2 separate regions of the Sus scrofa genome follow, and region 1 is linked to region 2. A link is a contact called in public Hi-C data. All regions are on one chromosome and are shown on one strand. Each heading gives the region's core, a stretch centred on a gene start, on an enhancer-like site or on the middle of the called end of the contact. The rest is flanking DNA. Distances are from core to core; before and after follow the strand shown.

Region 1 (5,262 bases), core at 1,981-4,480, 300 kb after region 2:
AACTTGAACATCTATTACCTGTTTATTTTTGTTGTTGAAGTTATTGAACTAAACTTCAGTCAGAATAAAAAGATGGGGAGCACAAGGGAGGAACAAAATTATAGTCTCAATTTATGTAGAAAATAGAAATATAATGGCTTTGAGCATATTGACAATTGGAAAAAAGAAAAAAGGCTAGTCCTTCCTGTTGTGGTTCAGTGGGTTAAGGACCTGACAGTGTCTCTGTGGGTTTGATCCCTGGTCTCGCTCAGTGAGCTAGGGATCTGGTGCTGCTACAAGCTCTGGCATAGGTTGCAGATGTGGCTTGGATCAGGTGTTGTTGTGGCTGTGGCATAGGCCACAGCTGCAGCTCTGATTTGACCCCTGGCCCAGGAAATTCCATATGCCATAGTTGCTACTGTAAAAAGAAAAAAAAGACTACGTTTTGTTAAAAAGCACATTGCTGATTATATATCTCTGGAATATCATGATCCATACATATCTCCCATTTGGTAGGTAGGAAAAATTAGTCCAGAGTTACATATAGAAAATGGTAAGGGGAGTTCCCGTCATGGCGCAGTGGTTAACGAATCCGACTAGGAACCATGAGGTTGCGGGTTCGGTCCCTGCCCTTGCTCAGTGGGTTAAGGATCCGGCGTTGCCGTGAGCTGTGGTGTAGGTTGCAGACACGGCTCGGATCCTGCGTTGCTGTGGCCCTGGCATAGGCCAGTGGCTACAGCTCCGATTCAACCCCTAGCCTGGGAATCTCCATATGCCATGGGAGCGGCCCAAAGAAATAGCAAAAAGACAAAAAGACAAAAAAAAAAAAAAAAAAAAAAAAAAAAAAAGAAAATGGTAAGGAACATACATACAGATTTCTTGACTCTACCTAATATTTTATCCAATTAGTTGAAATGTGTATTAAACCTCAAAGAGGGCATATGAAGTACTTAGTATGTTTCCTAGCTGTACGTAGTAACTGCTCAGTTAAATCTTGCCATTATTAAATTATTCAGGGAGAAAGTTTGTTCTGGTTGCTGATAATGTATATCTTGATTTTTTTTTTTTAACAGAGACATATTTGTATTGTGGGCAAGAGGAAAAATAAATTGAATTTCAGTACAAAACTTGCAAATATTTTGCAATGTAGGCTTTTATGTTTTGGGTTTTTGCTTTCATGACTTTTAGGCTATGCTTAGTTTTAGATAAGAGAAATTTGAATCTCTGATTCTGTTTTCTTCAAGGGCTTGTATCTGCCTTTGTAGACGTTTTGCATAGCAAGTACAGGTTGTATTGTGCTGAATGCTAAGTTTCCTTCAGTGTCTGGTATTAGATGACTTGTGTTAAGTGAAATGTTTTAATGTATTGGGTACTGAGAATATCTTTGATGTAATTTTGACATGAGTATTATACATACTGAATAAATTTTTGTTTTTAAACATTAAGGAGTGGAAATATTTTAATCTTTGTATGCCAGGAATTCTGGGATCTTCCTGTTTCCCCCTCCTTTTATAGCTGCTGGTGGAGATGGTAGCCTATCTCAGGGTTAATAAATGCCATCACCCATTCCCTTCCCCCAGCCGTACACTGGAGCCTAGTTTGCCTGCAGCTGCAATGGTAGGCATCTTTCAGGAAGTGACCTTGGCTTGTATTAATCAAATTCAGAACACACAAAAAGCTTCTTGCTAACATGCTGACTTGATGTAAAATTTTATCGCATCCATTTTCTTTCAAAATGAGGCCATCTTGTAAAAAGAAGATATACAGAAGACTCTTCTAACTTAATACTTTAAAAAAGCTTCTGCAAACATGTTTTTTTAAAAACCCTAGGTTTTAAAAGTACAGACTTTTTATAGACAGATATATATAAATTTAAATCATGAAGGCTTACGAGTTATTACTGGAAAATTACTTGTTTTAATGCTGAATTAAAAAAAAAATCCTGTATGTTAACATCAAGTTTATTTACTATCTTAACAGCTACATTAAATAGCTGTGGAAAATTTATAAACTCTGAATTTACTTTGGGACCCTTTAGTCCTTTAGTAGTTGTATATGAAGTAAGGTACGTTTGTATATTGGTTATTTTTGCTGGTTTGAGTAAGAAAACTAGTATCTTACATGGAATCATTTTCTTAGGTAATGATAGTACCTATGGCGGCTTCCAAATACAACTTAAAGTTAAGTCAGTAAGACTGCTAAAGTTTAAACACCTATTGTATTAATGAGAAATGATCTAACTACAAGTTTACACATCTGCTTATTTAGTATTTAACTGATCATTTTGGTAGAGCAGTTAATAGAGCTGTTTCACTTTTATTATGTAATGTGTCAAATCTAGTTTTTAAATATGGGTCAGTTAGGGTGTGTATAGTACAGATCTTCATTCTAACCTTGCTCAATGGTAAATATAGGATATTGGAAAGAGTATTTAATGGATTAGTTTATTGATGTTTTCTGCATTTGGGAGAAATTTACATTAAAAAATGAATTAGAGAGCAGTTGTGTCTATTGCCAAGGGGTTCACTCTTGAGTTTATGTATATAGGAATCGCTTCTAGGTACTGAAGTGTTTTAGAGGAGAAATACGAGAAAAGAAAGGTTAAATCTTAGAAGCTATACCTGTCTGTATTTTGGTAGATGTACAGTATGAAAAGTACGGGTGTGTTGCCCGTTTATATTAATGATTAGGAGAGGAGGTGGGAAATCTATGCAAATAAAATTTGGGTTAAATACTGTAATTAAACGTCTTCGATATCTGAGTTATTTTTAAAGCATTTACTGGAAACACAGCCAGCATTGTCTTTCATCATATCGTACATTGTTCTTAGAATTGCAGCCTCAAGGAGATAAATCTGTCTCTTTAACCTAAGTTCATTCTTTGTCTTGAGACTAGCACTAATGATTGGTTTGTTAGATACTACAGGACAGTTTCAAGGAGAATTACTTGATCATTTCTTCCCTCAAATACCTGTTTAAAACACATGGTCTTAAATAAAATTGTCACCTTGGACTTCAAAATGTTCTTTGCCTCCTTTTCTACCACTCTCCCCCCTCCCCTCCAGGAAGAAAAAAAAAAAAAAAAAAAGGAAAGAAAGAAAGAAGGGAAAAAAAAGGAAAGTCTTACAAAAAAAGGAATATATGCAGTTCTGGTAGCCAATGAGTTAATGTTCATTTGCAGCCCGAGGGGTCAGCGTGCAGCCTCTGTTTCCTGATTGGCTGCTAAAAGGTGAAATTGAAACCACTGTAAACTTTTGACCCTGTAGCAATTCTTGTGGAACGCCTTCCACTGGTGGAGCCCCTTCCACTGGTGGAGCCCAGAGCTGCAGCTCACCTCTCCACCCAACCCCTCCCACCCCCTTTCCTGTATTTATTTTGTGTGATCGTGCAGCTCTGCGTGTAGTTTTTCCAAGAAAGGGGGGGAAAGGGAGGTAGCACAGGCACCAGCAAGCGGCTGGCTTCATGCCTGTTTTAGCAACCATGTCATTACCAACTGCAGTGCAGCCAGAGATATGGGGCCTGTTTATAAACTGGCCTGCTAACCTGCTTTTTTAGTTTTCTGCTTATTCTCAAGGTAATTTAAAAAAGGCAGAATGGTTAAATTTACTGCCATTGTTCATCAGTGGATAATATCATTGTGTAAGCAAAATGTATGGCATAATTTCCTGAATGTGTTACATTAAAAATGGCTTTCATATTCAGCAACCTTTATGCACCCTTTTAATGTTTCCTATGTCTCTTGTAATTTTTACGCAAATGGCTAACATTTTATAAAAGTTTTCTTCTTTGCCTTTGCCTTTTGTTATGAAGAAAATCAAATGGCATTTTGGTTCTAACTATGGAAAATGATTGTAGAAATTAATTATATATTCAAATTTCATTAATCTCTCTCTTTTTCTTGGCAGATGTGAATGATTTTGGATTTGTTTTGCATTCACATTTAAATAGAGCTTTACAGTTACCACAGCAAGCCTATGAAAAAGGCAGAGCCAGCTTTCTCACTTCTCTCCTTTAGTAGTATTATCAGACTCTTGGTCAACTTCTGGTTCTTCCTTGTATCCCTGGCATTAGTGCAGCATAGCAGGTTGATGCTCAGCATGTGCTTCCTGAATGAACATAGTTTTCATTTCAGAAACTATAGTGGCTATTTGAACCTGCTTCTCCTAATTAATGCAGGAATCATTTTATGCTTATCCTTCTGAGTGTCATTGCAGTGCCTGGCATCTAATGGGTGCACAGGAAACATTGAAGTGAATTAAATGCCTCCCACAGGTCACTTTAAGAATCTGAACTTCCCCGAGTTCCCTTTGTGGCTTAGTGGTTAATGAACCCTACTAGGATCCATGAGGATGCAGGTTTGATCCCTGGCTTTGCTCAGTGGGATAAGGATCCGGTGTTGCTGTGAGCTGTGGTATAGGTTGCAGATGTGGCTTGGACCCCACATTGCTGTGGCTGTGGTATAGTCCGACAGCTGTAGTTTTGATTCAACCCTTAGCCTGGGAACTTCCATATGCCTCAGTTCGGCCCTAAAAAGAAAAAAAAAAAAAAAAAAAAAAATAGAATCTGAACTTCCAAAACCTAGGTTTTCTGAAACCAAGGTTTCTGTTTTAACTTCATCATTTAGATTTTCAGGTTGACTCCACATAGAACTAAACATTTATTATAACTTATTAAATGACTATGAAGAATAAATTATTATAAATCAGCTTGGTCCTTTCTAGTATACATCATAGAACAGGTGGTAACATATGACAATTTTTTTTTCTTTTGTCTTTTTAGGGCTGCACCTGTGGCACATGGAGGTTCCCAGGCTAGGGTTCTAATCGGAGTTGTAGCTGCTGACCTACACCACAGCCACAGCAACGCCAGAGCTGCATCTGCCACCTACACCACAGCTCATGGCAATGCCGGATCCTTAACCCACAGAGCGAGGCCAGGGATTGAACCTGCAACCTTATGGTTCCTAGTCAGATTTGTTAACGACTGAGCCACGACGGGAACTCCTTTTTTTTTTATGACAATTTTTTTTTAACCCTGTCTTTACTAGACCTGCATATGCTGTAATTTGAATTAATTCTTTACCCCCATTTGTCAAAAGTATTATGGTATTTTAAAAAGTTTGTCATGGATATGTGATCTGTGTCTTCTTTGGGTACCAAATGCATTTTTACTTATTTACTTGAACATGTATTCATGGACTAAATAATAAATTGTAAAAAAAATTCTTTTTACTGAGTTAAGTTTATACAGCTTCAAAAGCAGTGGCACCTTTCTATATAATTTT
Region 2 (5,012 bases), core at 1,067-3,566:
CACAAAAAGGGGGACAAAACGGTGGTGGCTGCAAAGGCCCAAAGCAACGAGATTTTGTAGGTTGGAAGCACTGTCTTTCACCCTGGCAGCCCCTCCAACTGCCCCCAACCAGAGAATGTGGGCGTCTGCCTCCCCGGCCCAGTCCAGAAAACAGATCAGAAACGAAGTGATATCCATCACGGATGAAGATGAGCCACTTGCGAGCTGGTTCCACCAGCAGTGAGCTTACGCCCTGGCTTTCCTCCCATCTCCCTGCTGCTCCAACCCCGAATGCCACCTCCGTCCAGCAGGCTGCTCAAGAGGCTGAGACACGGAGAGCTGGAAGGCAAGGCTGGGCTAAAGCCTCCCCTCTCCCCACTCACCACAACCCTCACACCTTCCCCCGCACCCCAGAAGGATGCACAGCAGAGATTCATTCCTTTAAGGGGACCAGAGGTGTTCTTCCAAATGTCTCACCCAACCCACTCATAGGTGACCAGACCCCCAAATCGCTCCAGCTTCCTTTATCACCATAATGAGGTAAGATTAAGAGGGGCTTTGCCCCCCCAAAACACACATGGGGTTGGCCCCAGGGAGATGCCAAAAGTGAGTTTCAAAGCAAAGAGGGACAGCAACCTTGTCATTAAAGAAATGGCTCTAAAAAAACATACACATGTACATGGGAATGCGTGTTTGCAGGGGGTGTGCGCTGTGCTGACTGAGGAGGGGCTCCAGAGAACCTCTGAGGCCAGCATGGAGGACGGCTGCAGGCACTTCTTTGGAGAGGGAAGCACATTGATTCCGTTTTCCTGGAGAAGCATCTTACAAAGACAAGAGAGAAAACGGGGATAAAACAGCAGAAAAGGGAGAAGGAGGACTAGGAAACAGAGAAAGAAAAAAAGGATGATTTATTAAACAGCAAGATGAGCAGGATGTGGGGCTTCAACAGCTGAGCTGTGAATGTGACAGCAAAGGGAAAGACAGGAGGCCCGGCTTGTCATTTCTGCTCTCAGGAATGAAGAGACACACTGCATTCCCGAAGGAAAAAGCATAAAGTTGGAAAAGAAGTCTCTCGCAAAAATACTTTCCATGAAGGGGGTTAAGCAGGAGGGAGGGCGCTGCCCGAGTGACCGGAAGACGCTGGGTCCTCCTAACATTTTTACGCAGTTAGCAGATTTCACAGTGAAAACGTCACCAACCATACCAGGGGTCAGCAACCTCTTTCCATAAAGGGCCAGAGAGTAAATCAGGCTCTGCAGGTACAAAGGCTCTGCTGCAAAAACAGCCAAAAGAGGATGTGTTAAATAAATGGATGTGGCTGTGTTCCAATAAAACTTTATTTCCAAACACAAGTGAGGGGGCCAGCCTTGGTCCACAGGTGGTAAACGTCCCCAGCTCCTGTACTAGTCCAGGGACTGCTAACCTTGGCTGCAGACTGAGATGAGAGCTTTAAAAAATCCTGATGCCTCAGCCCCACCCCTAGTAACTGAATTCGGTGGCCTGGGGGAAGGCCTAGGCGTTGGCCACTTAAAAGTTTCCCAGATGGGGGCGCAGTGGTTAACGAATCCGACTAGGAACCATGAGGTTGCGGGTTCGATCCCTGCCCTTGCTCAGTGGGTTAACGATCCGGCGTTGCCGTGAGCTGCGGTATAGGTCGCAGATGCCGCTCGGATCCCGCATTGCTGTGGCTCTGGCGTAGGCTGGCAGCTACAGCTCCGATTAGACCCCTAGCCTGGGAATCTCCATATGCCTCAGGAGCGGCCCTAAAAAAAAAAAAAAAAAAAAGAAGAAGAAGAAGAAAAGAAAAAAAGAAAATGTAGAAACGGCAAAAAATAAATAAATAAATAAAAGTTTCCCGGGTGATTCTAACTGGCAGGTAGAGTGGAGAGCCCCCCTGCACTGGACCAATCTTGTCTGTGGGTAAAGAAAACTCTACGATTTGCCTTAACCCTTGTGTATCTAAACCGGGGGTTCACAAAAACAAATCTACGCTCCTAGAATAATTGCGTAACGGTTCTCAGATCAATGAGGTTCTCAGATCAATGAGCTACTTAAGGTAATGTTTATTCTAACAAGAAAGCACCAAACGCCAGGGAGGGGGCTGTGATCAGGTCCCAAGAAGCGGACCCTCAGGACTTTAGCCAAAGGTAATTATCTTTCTCCAAGTTTTAGCTCTGCTCCGCAGTCTCCTTCAGCGCCTGCTAGCTTATCAGGACTCCTCCCAGCCCTGCCCTTCTATATCGGGAATATCTGCAGAATCCACCCAGGCTGCCAACACTGTGAACTTTTCAGCTGATATGAAGACAGCTTAGGCTATAAATGGAAACCAGGGATTAAAAAAAAATAAAATAACCCACGCTAGAGGCACGATCTCACATTGCTGGAGGGAGCATAAATCAGAACCACCCTTTAGAGAGCCACTTGGCCCATCTCTCGAAATGTCAACAGCTCGTGGCCTCTGACCCCTCGCTCCACTTCCAGGAATGTATCCTGTGGATTCCCCCTGACGTGGGCAGAAGGGTCTTCACGGCAGCTGTTTCCAACAGCAGAAAATGGAAAACCACTGAGGCTCCATAAATAAGGCGCCTGGATAAGTAAGTTACACCCCACCTTTAAAGGGCATAAAATACAGCTGCTAAAATAACACGGCGGCAGGGCTCCCTATGCGGTGATGTGGAAAGCCCATCCTCTTACTGAAAAGAAAAGATCCAGTAAAGGACATTAGCCTCGGGGTGGCGGAGAAAAGAAGGAAAGGGAATAGAGATACAAATCCCTATGTTCTTGGGGTTTTTTCTCAGCGTTGACATTGAGAGCTGGGTAAGCTCTGTTGTGTGGAGTAGGAGGTGGGGGGCCAGGAGCCATCGACCCTGGCCCCACCCACTAGATGCCAGTGACACCACGTCCCAGTGGGGATAATAAAAAGTGTCCAGGGAGTTTCCCTTACGGCTTGGCAGTAACAAACCCAACTAGTATCCATGAGGATGCGGTTCGATCCCTGGCCTTGCTCAGTGGGTTCAGGATCTGGTGATGCCATGAGCTGCGGTGTGGGTCGAAGATGCAGCTTAGATCCCACATTGCTCTGGCTGTGGTGTAGGCTGGCAGCTATAGCTCTGATTCGACCCCTAGCCTGGAAACTTTCATATGCTGTAGGGGTGACAGCAGGACAAAAAAAAGGCAGAAAGACTTTCTCCACTGCGGGCATCTCTGACAAGCCTCAATGCACATCTTGGTCACTAGCTGGATGACTGAACATCTGTGTCTGCTGAGCCCACAGCAAATAGTGTGTGTGAGAGAAGAGGAGACAGGATTCCCGGAGAGAGAAACAGGAGTCTGGGGGAATTAGGAAAAGAGGAAAGAATCAGGCCTTCCACTCTCGCCACAAACTCATCCTTATTTAGGACTTAAAATAAGCAGAGGCACAGAAGGGGGCTGGAACCATCCACGGGGCTCAGCTCCTATTTTAGAGCAGAGACAAGAGGCCCAAGACAGCAAATGAGGGCCTGATGAGTTAGCAAGCCAGACCTTCTTCGCTCCTTTTTGAAACAAAACGTATCCGAAGAGTAGTGAAGTATCCAACGGGTAACCCATGGACTGAGTTTTATATCATGGGTTGTATTTGTTTGACACAAAGAGACCTTTTCTATTTAATGAAATTGATAGTCAATTCTTAGAAACTAAAAAAAATTCACATAAAAATCTAGATTTCTGGGAGTTCCCGACGTGGCGCAATGGTTAACGAATCCGACTAGGAACCATGAGGTTGCGGGTTCGGTCCCTGCCCTTGCTCAGTGGGTTAACGATCCGGCGTTGCCGGGAGCTGTGGTGTAGGTTGCAGACGCGGCTTGGATCCCACGTTGCTGTGGCTCTGGCGTAGGCCGGTGGCTACAGCTCCGATTCGACCCCTAGCCTGGGAACCTCCATATGCCGCGGGAGCGGCCCAAAGAAATAGCAAAAAGACAAAAAAAAAAAAATCTAGATTTCTGTTTGTCTTGAAAACAGTCTGACAACACAGGTTCAACAGGCAGGAGCTGCTTCCTTTAGAAAACCACGTTGTCCTTCAGGCAACCATCCAAATCCTCCAGTTAACCCCAACCCCTAGAGCTGGGCCAACTGCCCCAACTGCACAGAGGCACAGTGGCCAGGACCCATGAAATCAAAACACACCCTGTCCGGCAGCTTTTCAGTTCGTGTATCTCGGTTGAAAGCCTGAGCCACACAGCAGAAAGGCCAGAGTCTAAAGGTCAAACTTGACCACAAGCCACGTACGATCCTGGGGAAGCAACTGCTTCGCTTTACTTCAGTTTCCACTTCCTTCCAACGGGGCTATCACCTTACCCTGACGGTGGCTGTGGTTTGTTTTTTCGATAGTTTTAATTTACAGAAAGCAAAAATTCTCTTTTCAGAGAATACAGTTCTCCGGGTCTTCATACCTGCAGAGATGCTTGTAAGCAGCAGAAACAGAATGTAGAACAAGTGCATCTCCCCAAAAATCCCTTTGGGATGCGGAGTCAGTTCCTCCCAAACCCCCAGCTGTCACTGATCTTTTTTCAATTTCTTGTAATTTTAACTTTTCCAGTCTTTTTTTTCTTCGAAATGAAACACTGGTTAGTTAGATATAATCATGCCATACTGGAGTTCCCGTCGTGGTGCAGGGGAAACAATCCAACTAGGAACCATGAGGTTGTGGGTTCGATCCCTGGCCTCGCTCAGTGGGTTAAGGATCCGGTGTTGCCATGAGCTCTGGTGTAGGCTGGATCTGGGTTGCTGTGGCAGCTACATCTCCGATTCGACCCCTAGCCTGGGAACTTCCATGTGCCTCAAGTGCGGCCCTAAAAAGACAAAAAGACCAAAAAAAAAAGAAAAAGAAAGAAAAAAAGCCGTTATTATCCCTGGCACTCTGTCTCATTCTACCTGTTCAAACGAGTGACACAGATGCTAGACATCATATCCCATGAGAATTATCCAGCCTTTCCCTCCATCTTCTGGGGTCTTCTCCCAGCCATGGCACCTACGACCAGTGCCTATCTGCTCCT

Evidence for each region. Hi-C and Micro-C count contacts between places; a contact is called where the count stands out from the background.
Region 1: a contact with region 2 is called in a Hi-C map of liver, with 2.0 times the contacts expected there. The contact joins two enhancer-like sites. A contact is called at or near these places in 2 of 47 Hi-C or Micro-C datasets (both in liver) and 2 of 2 datasets of contacts at active chromatin or transcription factors (alveolar macrophages and skeletal muscle).

Annotation. Positions count from the first base shown.
Region 1 is chr17:49,586,056-49,591,317 of Sscrofa11.1, forward strand. All of the region lies in intron 1 of NCOA3 (nuclear receptor coactivator 3), which reads left to right. Among named protein-coding and RNA genes, the nearest start is that of NCOA3, 60 kb to the left of the region's middle. Within about 2 kb of position 3,231, at least 38 of the 83 cell types and tissues checked have an H3K27ac peak or open chromatin away from gene starts, as enhancers often do. A contact at or near this core is called in liver and skeletal muscle, where this site is marked.
Region 2 is chr17:49,290,490-49,295,501 of Sscrofa11.1, forward strand. All of the region lies in intron 14 of ZMYND8 (protein kinase C-binding protein 1), which reads right to left. Among named protein-coding and RNA genes, the nearest start is that of ZMYND8, 97 kb to the right of the region's middle. Within about 2 kb of position 2,317, at least 13 of the 83 cell types and tissues checked have an H3K27ac peak or open chromatin away from gene starts, as enhancers often do. A contact at or near this core is called in liver and skeletal muscle, where this site is marked.